Linked DNA regions of Anas platyrhynchos: region 2 is linked to region 1. Evidence: chromatin contacts called from public Hi-C data. All regions are on one chromosome and are shown on one strand. Each heading gives the region's core, a stretch centred on a gene start, on an enhancer-like site or on the middle of the called end of the contact. The rest is flanking DNA. Distances are from core to core; before and after follow the strand shown.

Evidence for each region. Hi-C and Micro-C count contacts between places; a contact is called where the count stands out from the background.
Region 2: a contact with region 1 is called in a Hi-C map of liver, with 3 times the contacts expected there. The contact joins two enhancer-like sites. A contact is called at or near these places in 2 of 8 Hi-C or Micro-C datasets (liver and subcutaneous adipose tissue).

The regions. Positions count from the first base shown.
Region 1 is chr8:8,739,305-8,745,149 of IASCAAS_PekinDuck_T2T, forward strand. All of the region lies in intron 1 of ABCD3 (ATP binding cassette subfamily D member 3), which reads left to right. It overlaps ABCA4 (ATP binding cassette subfamily A member 4), which reads right to left. Exons shown (of 52, transcript XM_013106556.5): 25 at 5,773-5,845; 26 at 4,987-5,174; 27 at 4,128-4,218; 28 at 3,348-3,553; 29 at 2,886-2,934; 30 at 2,101-2,342; 31 at 1,553-1,677; 32 at 97-195. Among named protein-coding and RNA genes, the nearest start is that of ABCD3, 45 kb to the left of the region's middle. Within about 2 kb of position 3,182, at least 2 of the 8 cell types and tissues checked have an H3K27ac peak or open chromatin away from gene starts, as enhancers often do.
Region 2 is chr8:8,978,689-8,984,533 of IASCAAS_PekinDuck_T2T, forward strand. The region is part of intron 1 of SLC44A3 (solute carrier family 44 member 3); the gene reads left to right. Among named protein-coding and RNA genes, the nearest start is that of SLC44A3, 53 kb to the left of the region's middle. Within about 2 kb of position 2,788, at least 3 of the 8 cell types and tissues checked have an H3K27ac peak or open chromatin away from gene starts, as enhancers often do.

The sequences.
Region 1 (5,845 bases), core at 1,932-4,431:
AACAAGTGAAGCCAATTCATTCTTTTTCCACTACTCAGGTTCTAGCAGTAATATTCTAGTAGAATCCGGTTCAACAGACATTAGCAGGCAACTTACGGAAGGGGCTGATTCTTCAAACAGCGATTTCCAAATCCGGGTTTATTCAAGAAAGCATCAGTAAGGGAGACCATCTGCTCGCTGCCTGGACGCTCATTGCTAAGGGAATAGGATAAGATTTTCTCTAGTAAAAAAGTCAAATTATTGTACTAGAATACACATAAGCAACTGCTGAAGGACACCCATATGGCAGAACTAGCTGCCACCTCTCTATGCTGATAATTAAATTATTTTGTTAAGGAAAGGCACGAAAAAAATCATACAAATTAAAACCAATAGAACCTTCCAAGATGGTTAACAGGTAAAAGCAATGGCCCTTTTCTCCTAATATTAAATTATGACTTCTCACATGCTCTTATGGCAATATTCTTCAAACAGGCTTGAATATGTATTTCTACCCTCTCAGCCTTATCACACATAGTAATTAGAAGATGAAAAATGTTCATCTATTCAAATGCTCTACGTTTTACATTTGCTGAGGCTAAAGAAACAATGTAGCTAATAGTAATGAAGTATCTACAATTAATAGCCTAATAACACTAGACTACTGAATATTGCTATTGCTGTTTTAGAAGTATGAATATTAGATGTAGCTTTACACATTACTATGTGTAAAATACATTAAAACGTTGTGCAAATTTTCAATATAAAACTCAGAGGAAAGACTTTAAAATTATTACTGCCATTAGTTTTGTTACTTTGTGCTAGCTGCAGTCTCATCTAAGAGTTACATATTGGAGGAAATTTCTAAATTTCCTCTGTATTGCACATATTTGGACTTGGTGCGAAAGCTCAGCTGTATAATGGATGCAAGTGAGGGTGAAGCAAGTGCCCTGAAGAGCACAGAGGAATTGTGCAGTGATCTGAAGAGGACAGAACTGAAGCTTCTATGAAGAATGAAAGGAGACAAAGTGCTAGTAGACTGAAAAAAAATAGATCCAGCCAAAGGATGAAGCATGGGGAGAAACTGCTAAGCAGCAGCATTAACAAAACCTAAGAGTCTCTGCTTTTGTTTTGTTTCCATATCTTTACAATTACTGTACCAACTATAAATAAACCTACCACAGGTCAACAGATAGGTTGAATCTTGTTCTGTAAGATTATGAATAAAGGCATGCAATGGCATACCAGATACTTACTTACTGTACTGTATCTCCTGTTAGGATATGTAACTTTTTAGGTGCTGAGGTCATGAATTCAGGTAGGAAAAAGGAGAAGAGTACCAAAGACAACACTGTATTTGAGGACTACTGGTTAGACATACTACTAGCTGTATTCCCCCACATGCACCAATTTCATGCTATTTGATGTATGCTGATTCTAGTGGAATTACTACTTTTTTATACTACACAGACTGAGGATAGCCCAGTAAGTCCCAGTATCCCAGTAAGCCCCATGATCCTAAATGCTAGGGAGAAAAGTGTGTCTATATGACAGATTTATTTATTCCTCTTACCTGAAGAAAGTAAACTGTTGTCCATAGATCCAAGGGTGTAAGGTTAAGGCAGGATATTCTCCAAATGGAGGAATAATGACTGTAAGCATTAAAGACAGCAACACAAAACTAGCAGGGAGAACAATCTGCAGAGGACATGAAAACACCACACTAAGACATATGCTGCAGAGTGACATTGTACGCAGCTTATAATATATGTAAATGAAGGAGGGACAGCAGGAGCAGAGATCTAGTTTAGCTCCCAACCACCATCTATTTCTGCTTACTTGTTTACTTCTAATGCTTTCAGTTAAGACTGGTTGTCACAGAACTGTACTGTGTTAAAAAGAAAATGCTGGGCTAGTAGTGATTGAATCCTGAATTTGGTGAGAATGACAGATTACAGGCAGAAAGATAGAGACAGAGCAGCTGGAACCATAGATTAGAAAAGCAAGGGACCTGTTACCTATTTGCAGCACCTCTGTTGCTTTGCATGGAGACATTACCAGGAAAGACAGTGTTGAGAACATTATGGGAAAGAGTCAAGGACACCAACAGTGAGTCAATACCTGGGCTAGGAAGTCCTTGTGGCTGCGGGAGGCATGGTGGAACCGTTTGATGAACAGTGCTTTGATCTGCTGATGTACAAGCTGAAAACCTTTATACTGCCGGGACCCTTTGCCTTCATTTTGATCTCCTGCTATGCCTACTGGCATTTGAGAAGTGTCATTGGTTTCCAGAGGGTTTTTTTCAGCTGTTTTATTCTCAGTAGAAATTTTGCCACAAGTAGAACCATTTTCTTGATTGTCTCCTAGGTTAAAAATTGCAATTAATAATAGGAATTACCCTGATGAAAAGGGGCAGAGAAGACACTTTATTCTCCATACATGAAGACAGCACAAATGTCTTACTGAGCTCAAGATTTGATCGAAAGTATATATCACATCACCAGATTACTTTAATTATAATTGTTACAGTGTGGCTGTATCCAGTAGCATCACATAGATTATACACTTACTCAGCAGGATGAACTAGTTATTAATGTAGATAGTTTATGGACTTCTAGGCAACACAATACTACCTATAAAAACCACTGACATCTGGGGGATGGACACTACATCTTTATTTACACAGTTATGGACCTGATCCAAGCAAAATAAAAATATTTCTGCTGACTTCATCTAGTTTCTCAGACATCATGTCAGGCCCTAAAATCAGGTATTTACTGACTAAACATATTTTGATGAGAATTCCATACATAGACTGAAAGTTCTGAGGCTCTTCTTTACTTGGCATTCGGAATATAAAACAGTTCCAAGAAAAGTTTATCAAATACTGATTCATGGATTTATACCTGCTTTTTGCATTTCAGGGCTAGCTTCTGCTGTGACCTTTAGGAAAACCTGTCAGAGACAAGCACATCTGGTAAAGAATAGAACATTAACCTGATCTCAGAAACACTATATACTATCCTTTAATGAAACAGGAAAATAATTTCAATACCTTTTCAGTACTCTTGCTTACTACACAGTCTGAGGTCTCTTATGAAATATCTCAGAAAATAAAGAAATGATCCAACTTAGACACAGAGAGAGATTTCTGGCTAATGAGTCATGCTCCACAAGACTAACACACAGTCAGATTTGGGGCCTTTCTCTATGCCCATTCCAATGATTTTCTGAGCGTGCCACACCAAACATGACTGGGTTTCGAGGGAGATGTAGGAATTAGTAAGGTTACATGCTTAAGAGCAAGAACAGTCTCAGAAAACATTCTGGGGACTGATGGTAGGACCAGCAAATATTTTGTCTGTTACCTCTTCAAGTGGAGTGTCTGAAACTCCAAAACTGCTAAGTCCCAGGTCATCCAATGTTTCCTCCAGTTCTCTGAAGAGACTGGCATAAGATCGCTGTTTAAAGTGCTTACTGGGCAACAGGTAAACAATTTCTTGACCAATGCTTTCAATTAATTTTGCTTCTGGGACATGATGATGAATTACTTCTGCTAGCTCATTCAGATCTCCTGTGAAAAGTCAAAACAGCGTTCCAAGAATGAATATTTCACCACGCTAAGCATGATTTCAAAAGCTGTTGTTTGTACTATATGAAAGGGGACTGTTCTATTATGCAACTTAAAGATATCTCAGTTAACCTGTAATAGACTGGGCCATGTTACTAATTATGGTTCTGGAACAAGGTAGCAGGAAACTATTCAGGACTGTTAATAAAGCACAACAAAATCTTCTGGAATATCTACTTAACTTCTTCTTTGACATAGAAAGCCAAAATAACTTTTTCTGAGAAAGCCAGTTCCCTTTGCTCTAGATGTGCTTCAGTTTTCATTACCAAATTGCACATTTTGGTGCAGAGTTGTTGAAAATTCACAGTAGACTTCCAAAGCACACTGAGACCACACATATATCAAACAGGGGCAATGGTATACAGAAGTGTGAAGAAACTTTATTCATTTTAAAATCCAATGCAGTTAGACAACTGCTGGAAAAGCAGACCTCAGCAGCAGTGATCGGTAAGGTGAGACTTCAGTACAACAGGAGACATAGGCATGTGCTGGAATGCTGAACCATTCCACTTCTTACCATCCAGTTCCTGCACTTGAGTTCCTTCTTTGTCCCTGTGTGCACAGCTGGAACAGGAGCAGGAGCACTGAGATCCACAGCTACAAAATGACTGGCATGGAGAAGCAACAGATAAAAGATGAAAGTGCTTCAGATACATACAAAACAGTGTATAAAGGCTGTCAGCCTTTGAACACTCTGAGTCAGTGAAAAATACATCATATCTGAAGGGCATCTGGAACATGTTGCACTGAAGGTCATCTGAGGACTGGATTAAGTAAAATAGACAACACAAATTCTCCTGCACAAACCATATTTGTCAGTTCTATATTACATGCAAATGCCTGGGGAAATGTGATCAGCAGTGGCTGTAAGTATACAGATCACGTTGGTACTAAGGCTGAAAGTGCTTCCTACAGTAGAAACAATCCAGAACTGTACTTGTCAAGCTGTGGAATGCTGCTTTAGCTGCGGATTAGACTCAACTAATATTTGAGCTAGGTACTAGAGAGCACCATGTTTACAACTATATTGCAAAGGAGGCATCAGAAAGATTGGTATACGCACAAAGGCAACTTGACAGGTAAAGGTTTTGACAGACATAACTGAGGAAAGTGAATTACAGACCACTGAAGACTTCATGTCAAGTTACTATTTTCACTTGTCCTGCTGAATATATATTTATAAAATCAGAGATTTTTACAGAGATCCTCATGTAGCCATGTAATTTCATGAAATGTTATCAAATTCTGTCATTGTTTTCTCCATTTTGAAGTCAGTTTTGTACAAAGCCTCAAGCAGTGCTTGATTGCTTTCTACCTTGGTACAGTGCACGCATATGTATTTTTCAGATTTCATGAGGAGGGAAGCACACACTTACTGCATTCCTTGCAATTCTGGTGTTTTTCATCTTGCGAACAAGAGTGAGATAGAAGCCAGATCCAAAGCAGTTCTTAAGGAATACCGGGGAGCCTGAGCAGAAGAGTTTTCCTTGAGATATGATAGCTATCCTGTCTCCAAGAATGTCTGCCTCATCCATGTGATGGGTGGAGAGGATGATGGTTCTGCCTAGAAGGAACAAGTAAGAACATTTAAGGGATGACCTCTCTTAGGAACTCAAAACAGTGCATAGTTTTCGGCAATGAACGTAGGATTTTCTCTGCACCAGGGCCAGCACTCAGTTTGCTGCATCCATAATCGTCTGCTCAGAAAATCTTGTTTGCATATATTCCCAGCATGCAAACTTTCCAGTACCTAAAGGGGGCCTACAGGAAAGCTGGGGAGGGACTCTTTGTCAGGGAGTGTAGTGATAGGACAAGGGGGAATAGCTTTAAACCAAAAAAAGGGTAGATTTAGATTAGATCTCAGAAAGAAATTTTTTACTACGAGGGTGGTGAAGCACTGGAACAGGTTTCCCAGAGAAGCTGTGGATGCCCCATCCCTGGAAGTGTTTTAGGTCAGGTTGGATGGGGCTTTGAGCAAGCTGGTCTGGTGGGAGGCATCTCTGCCCATGGCAGGGGGGTTGGAATCAGAAGGTCTTTAAGGTTCCTTACAAACCAAACCATTCTCCTATGAAACAGTTTACACAGCAGGCACATGCTGTATCTATTGCAGGCTTAAAAACAAACAAACAAAAAACAACAGTTTACTCCTTCAAACCTGTTACCTGAGCGATACTTCAGCAGAAGATCCCAGATAGATCGCCTGGAATACGGATCAACTCCAGAAGTGGGCTCATC
Region 2 (5,845 bases), core at 1,538-4,037, 240 kb after region 1:
TGTTACTGTTTAAGTCCCTGTGGCATGTTACTTTCTGAGCCAAGTGTTGATGGACAACGGGATTACTTTTAGCTGCATAACTGACTATGTAAATACAGAAATTTGAAACAAAGTTCATAGGTCAGCAGGGTGAAGAGTGGCAACTCATATGAATAAGCCTTCGCATGATTAGCCCATAGATGTTAGTTTTGTCTGATCCCCCTTACTGGTAGACAGGAAGGATCATGGGAATTCCCAGACACATGCACATCCTTTGTGTTTTATAAGCTTTACTAAACAGTTAGCATTATCAGTAACATTATGTTGTGCAAACATGTTACGTGAACAGGAAACTGTATTATACTGTCATTGCTCAGACCATTTCAAATTTTAGTCACTAGAAAGATGGTCAACATCCTCTTTTCAAAAAATATCTTTCCATTATTAAACATGCAGTGATTGCTGCAAAATGTTGTTTCCTCAAATAGCTGACCAAAGAAGATATTTTTACCTCCCATCAAGTATGTTTGTATCACACATTACCTAATAGTTTACTCCACTGTAATGATACACAGTTTCTAAAAATAACATAAAATAAAATAAAAGCTCTTGTAGGAACAGCTCTTAAAATGATAACTGCTTTACTGCATGAAAATGAAAAAAGTACAGTAGCTATCCCATAACTTTCCTGATGATGAAATAGATTAGGGATACTGTTATTCTGTTGTTGAATCACAACAGCTTGGAACACTCCTAGGTTTAACTGTACATGATGAAAATAAATCAATATTGCAACAATATCTAAACATTTATGTACATTTTTCTTCATATAGGTCTCCAAGTCTACTACAAAAATAATACTGTATCTCATTTTAGCTAACACTACAGAAGCACTTTACAAAATAATACTGCTGATAAGCTTCATCAGGATTCTGTAATAAGCATTATGACCATGGCAAATTAGTTGTTATTACAGAAACAGTTTTATTACTTGAAAGTAAGTCTCACAAGTCTCTCTTATGTATTTCTTAAACCTAATCTGAGATATGGAACATAATGAACTTCAGAAGCGATACTACAAAATAAGTAAATATTGGTTTTACTGCTATCATAGAAAAATGGTGTCTTCTTTCACTTTAAACAATCAATGGAAACATTTCCGCAAAGTGCTTAAAAGTTAAATGAAACTATATATTGATACCTTAAGCAGCAAGAGGCAAATGGATGGAGCCCTGAAGAATATAGCTGACCGATGACATGGAGCTGCCGAGCTCCTGTTTTTTAGCATCCAGCTGCTCTAACTAGCTGGACTTCATGAATATATACCAGATAGGATGTTAAAAGACAAGAGTCTGACATACACCATATAATGATATATTGTAGATATTTTTGATAACAGGGAAAATTAAAATGTCATGAAGAAGACTAGGTTTCAGGGTTCTTTTCTCTGAAACAGTAGCATATAATCACTCATTAATAGAGTTGGAATTATTTCTCTAGCTATACAACATTTAATTGGGATTTGCAGAACTGGGCCATAGTTCCCAGCAAATATTTCAGCTATCGGACTCATCCTGAAAGCAGCTGCGCCTATAAGGATGAGTACATAACTTTTGTGAGTTAGAGCCTGTCATCTGAGAGAGTTTCTCATCAGTGGCCCTGGTGCTGATTCAGTACAACTTTAGTGAAGATGAATAAACTGTATACGTAATTCATGCCATCAACATTCTGTAGAACTATTGCTGACTGCTAGTCATGGCTGCCTTCTGCTCACTGTTGATTTTCTTTTCATGAGTAATTAAGGTGAAACTTTGATTGAGCAGGTAATTTATGAGAAGTCCTGACTATTAAAATGTGTCTCTATAAAACCATGAAGATAAAATAGAGGTAGCATAAGGAGTAAGTCAGATAAAAAACAGACATCTTGTTGGCCATTATCTGACTTCCTATGACTACTTGCATATATATTTTTTAAATTTGATGTTCAATCATCCATGTCTATAGATTGTCAGTTCTTTGAAAGGTGAATATATTGCCAGTGAGCAAATAGTTACCTTTCCTCCTGCCGTTCACATGCTGAGCAAAGCAGGATGTTTAGCATTCTCTTTTCAAGTAAGGAAGATGCCATGTCTTTGAGTGCATTGTGGTGGAATTTTGATTCTTGTTCATTTTTATAAAAGTATACAGAAGCGTGTCATTACACATGAAGAGCTTTATGCTGGAATTCCTCACTACCGTAACGATTATTCCTATGTATAGTAATGGCAGTAAGAGACTAGACATATGTGGAGAATACAATGAAGTTTACAATGAAGTGGCCCAGTAACTGGAGTAGATTTTCTGCTGGCTGCCTGTGTTGTGGTGGGGAGCATTAGGCCGGGTAAGATTGAAAGGACTGGATGATCTAATGTCTTCTCAGTATAAAAGCTGTTATTTGTAAGAATAAAAAAAAAGAAACTATATGCTGCTGTCTAAGCCTCTCTATACTGTGAAAAGTTTAGTTTTAAAAAGACAACTGTAAAAGTACAGATAGAATTGTACATGCTTTTAAAACTATACAACAAATGTCTAGACACAATAAAGCCATGGCATTACTCTTAATTAGTCACTAAAGGAACCAGTGGGAAGCAGTTCCAGAAAGTCCAAAATTAAAATCAACAACAAAATTGCACTTAGGCTACTTAGATGATACTGTAAACAAAGTGATGTGTTGTGTATGCGTTTGCCATCTGGAATTCATAATCCTTCCTCTGCTGAAAGCAAAGACCAGGGCTGGCAAAGCTGCCCGAGAGTGACATCCTGTGGGGAAATCTGCCACAGCAGCAGCTCCTTACCTTGTGCAGAAGCAGCACTTCTGAAAGGGTCTAACGTAAAGCCTACAGACCAAGTTGTCTGTCGGGATTCAGTAGGATTACTTTTCACTGGCAAACGTTCAATAGCTGAATCCACCTCATTAAAATAAATTGAGCTTACAAGAACTGAACTATCACTGAAGGATCTTGGGCTGGCACAAAAGACTTCCCTCTAGTCCTCATAATGAATATGTTACTTGATAAAAACCACGCTGCCCTGGACTCCACCCAATTAATGAAAAGCTCTCATTCTTTTTACTCAGAGCTAGACCTGACTGTATTGGTCACAGAAAGCTCTACAGGCTCCACATGGGCTGACTGATGCCTTTTTCTAGCTAACTGCCTCTTTGGCTTGGGTTTATCCCAGATATTCGCTGTTTCCCTTGCTGCTCTCTAGTGTGCCTTCGGTCCTTCCTTCCATTTACAGAATTTACAGAACAAACCAGTCTTCTCCAGCCTTACAAAAACAGATCTTTACTGCTCTTTCAAGATTTTAATTTCTCTGAAACTCAGCCAATTCTGTTTCCTGTCTTTTGCTGTGTGTTGCGAAGAGCAATACATGTACTTCTTTGTTCTCTGTATTGATGCACGCGGATGTACTGGCATGTCTACTCTTTGGGATGGAGAGGGACAACAACAGTCCCAAATAGCAGATATACTTCCAAATCAAGCTCATTCCTTTTATGGCACCCATGCTATTTACCACTCAGCCCATTTAGTAAGTACATTGTAATTGTCACATTCCACAAAGGCACAACTCTGGTGCCGTTTCTTGTCTGGGCTTGTGTATAAAGACCATGCAATCCTGATGCACTGATCCTCTTGCTCTGTTCTAAGACCTTGAAATGACTCAGCTCTGAAGTTTAATCAGCTTCAGCTCAGCAACCACACTCAAAACTTCGCTAGGGTCAGATTGTACTCTAGCTTGTGTATTGACAAGGCTGAAAAGGCTCTTTGTGGAGATCTCTGCTTGCTCATGTGGAAACTGGAACAAACTAACTTTGTGGTGTTATTCTCCTTTCTTGAATGATTCATACAACTGATAAATCACAGGAGGGGTCGTCTTTAGTGGTAGCAAGCTGAAGCTAATATAGCTGGGCTATAGGAGATGTACACTCTGTTCTTCTAAATCCCTGTGTAATTGACACAATATTTGATAGTCTGAAATAGAAATAGAGCCACTTGATGCCCCAGAAACACCCATGAGAAGATGGGATTGATATTAATTGCAAGCTGGGAATAAAAGAGGACTTGGCTTATTGACTGACTATTCGTGTGTTATATTTGAATGACTTTTAAGGCTGAGATGTGAAACATCTCAAAAAAACACATCAAATGACTAGAAAAAAATAGTATTCTATCTTTTGTGCATTTTCATTCATGATGATCTGGATAATGTAGAATAGTTTGTTTCCCAGCCATAAGCATATTCTCTTATAGCTTTATCAGGTGGGACTTTGCAGCTGAGCAAACAGAAAAGCTAACACGGAGAATCATAAAGACACTACTTCAAATCATCAAAAGGATTGCATACCCTAGATACATAGGACAGATCTCTGCCAGCTGATCCAGTGGAGAAACTGACAGCAGTAGCAGGCTGATCAGAGCCTCGGGAGGGCAATCTGACTTGTTAGGCAGGCCAGAGTGCAACAGGACACTTCCAAGGGAGATTTGCGGATGTTTGCTGAGAGCAGAGGAAAGGTGATACTCTGGCTGTGAAAGGGAGTGGTGTTAGCAGACCCAGATTCTTTTACTAATTCCCCAGTCTTAATCTTTTATGCACTTTCAGGATTTGTGCTATTGCTTGCTTAATCCCCACATTGTTTTCATGCTTCTCAGACCTACCCTTTTCTTCCCTGGCCAGTTGTACTCTTCCCTAAAACAGTGCTGACCTGTCTTTGCTCTCTGTGTCTTTCTTTGTCCCATCTTCACCTCACTTTTCCATCTGTCTCCCTCCTGGCTTTCAGACTCATTCACATCCATTCCTAACCCTTTCTCCAATCCCGCACGATGTCCCTCTGATGGCCCTCTGTCGGCCTCATCTTTCTGGCTGTCATTCCCCTGCTATCACTGTCTCCCGTTTTGCTCTAAGACTTATTTCTGGTGTCTTTGCTGAGCCACTTCTGGCTGTCAGTCAGTCACAGCTACTGTGCCTCAACAGAGGCATAATGACCCATTGTGTAGGGCTATATGTTAGGTGCTTTAATGAGCCCTTCTGACACTGACCTTTTGAATCCTCTGATCCCTTGCAGAGAGCTCCTAGGCCCTGCTTTCCTTATTCACCAAGGTATTCCTTATCATCTGCAAGAAGCTGTTTGCCAAAAACAATCACTGCGTTTGCTTTTCTTTACGTTCATCTCAGCATTTTTCTTTGACTACTGTACCTGGACAACATCAAGACAGTCACTGAGACACGAAAAAAGTGTTTGTATGTGGCAGGTTAGAAGCACATTTCAGGGTAGTCTAAACAGTGTCAAGCAGACTCAGGAATATACCATGCAGACACAGTCTTCAGACTCCTTAGCTTCTTTGTGAAACTTAGCAAGTTGACTGAGCCTACAGTGTGATTTATCAAAGTAATTTGGGCAAACGTATATGATGTTTCTCAGACATGAGAAGAAACAGAAAGAACTTCTTGTTCAGCAAATCTCTGATCCAAAACATGGGTAAGAATTTCTTTACTAATACCAAAAAAAGGTGTCGCATTTATTTACTACAGATATCATAATGTCTGCTTTTCTACTTTCATTCTTAGAAATGACTGAATAGTTTGGGTTGAAATTGTCCAAAAATCTTTAGCACCTGCCATGAGAAATTTCAGGCTGAATGGTTCGAGTAAGGCAAGGTCGTAAACAAGAGGTTTTAGAGTAGAAATTGTCAAAAAACCTAACAGCCTCAACATAATAGGTGGCATTGTGTTTCTGGGTGTTTCAGTTCAGGATATTCCAAGTAACATAGCTACATCTGGAGAATAGTGCCTACTTGCAAAAGTACTGTACATAAGCAAGATTATT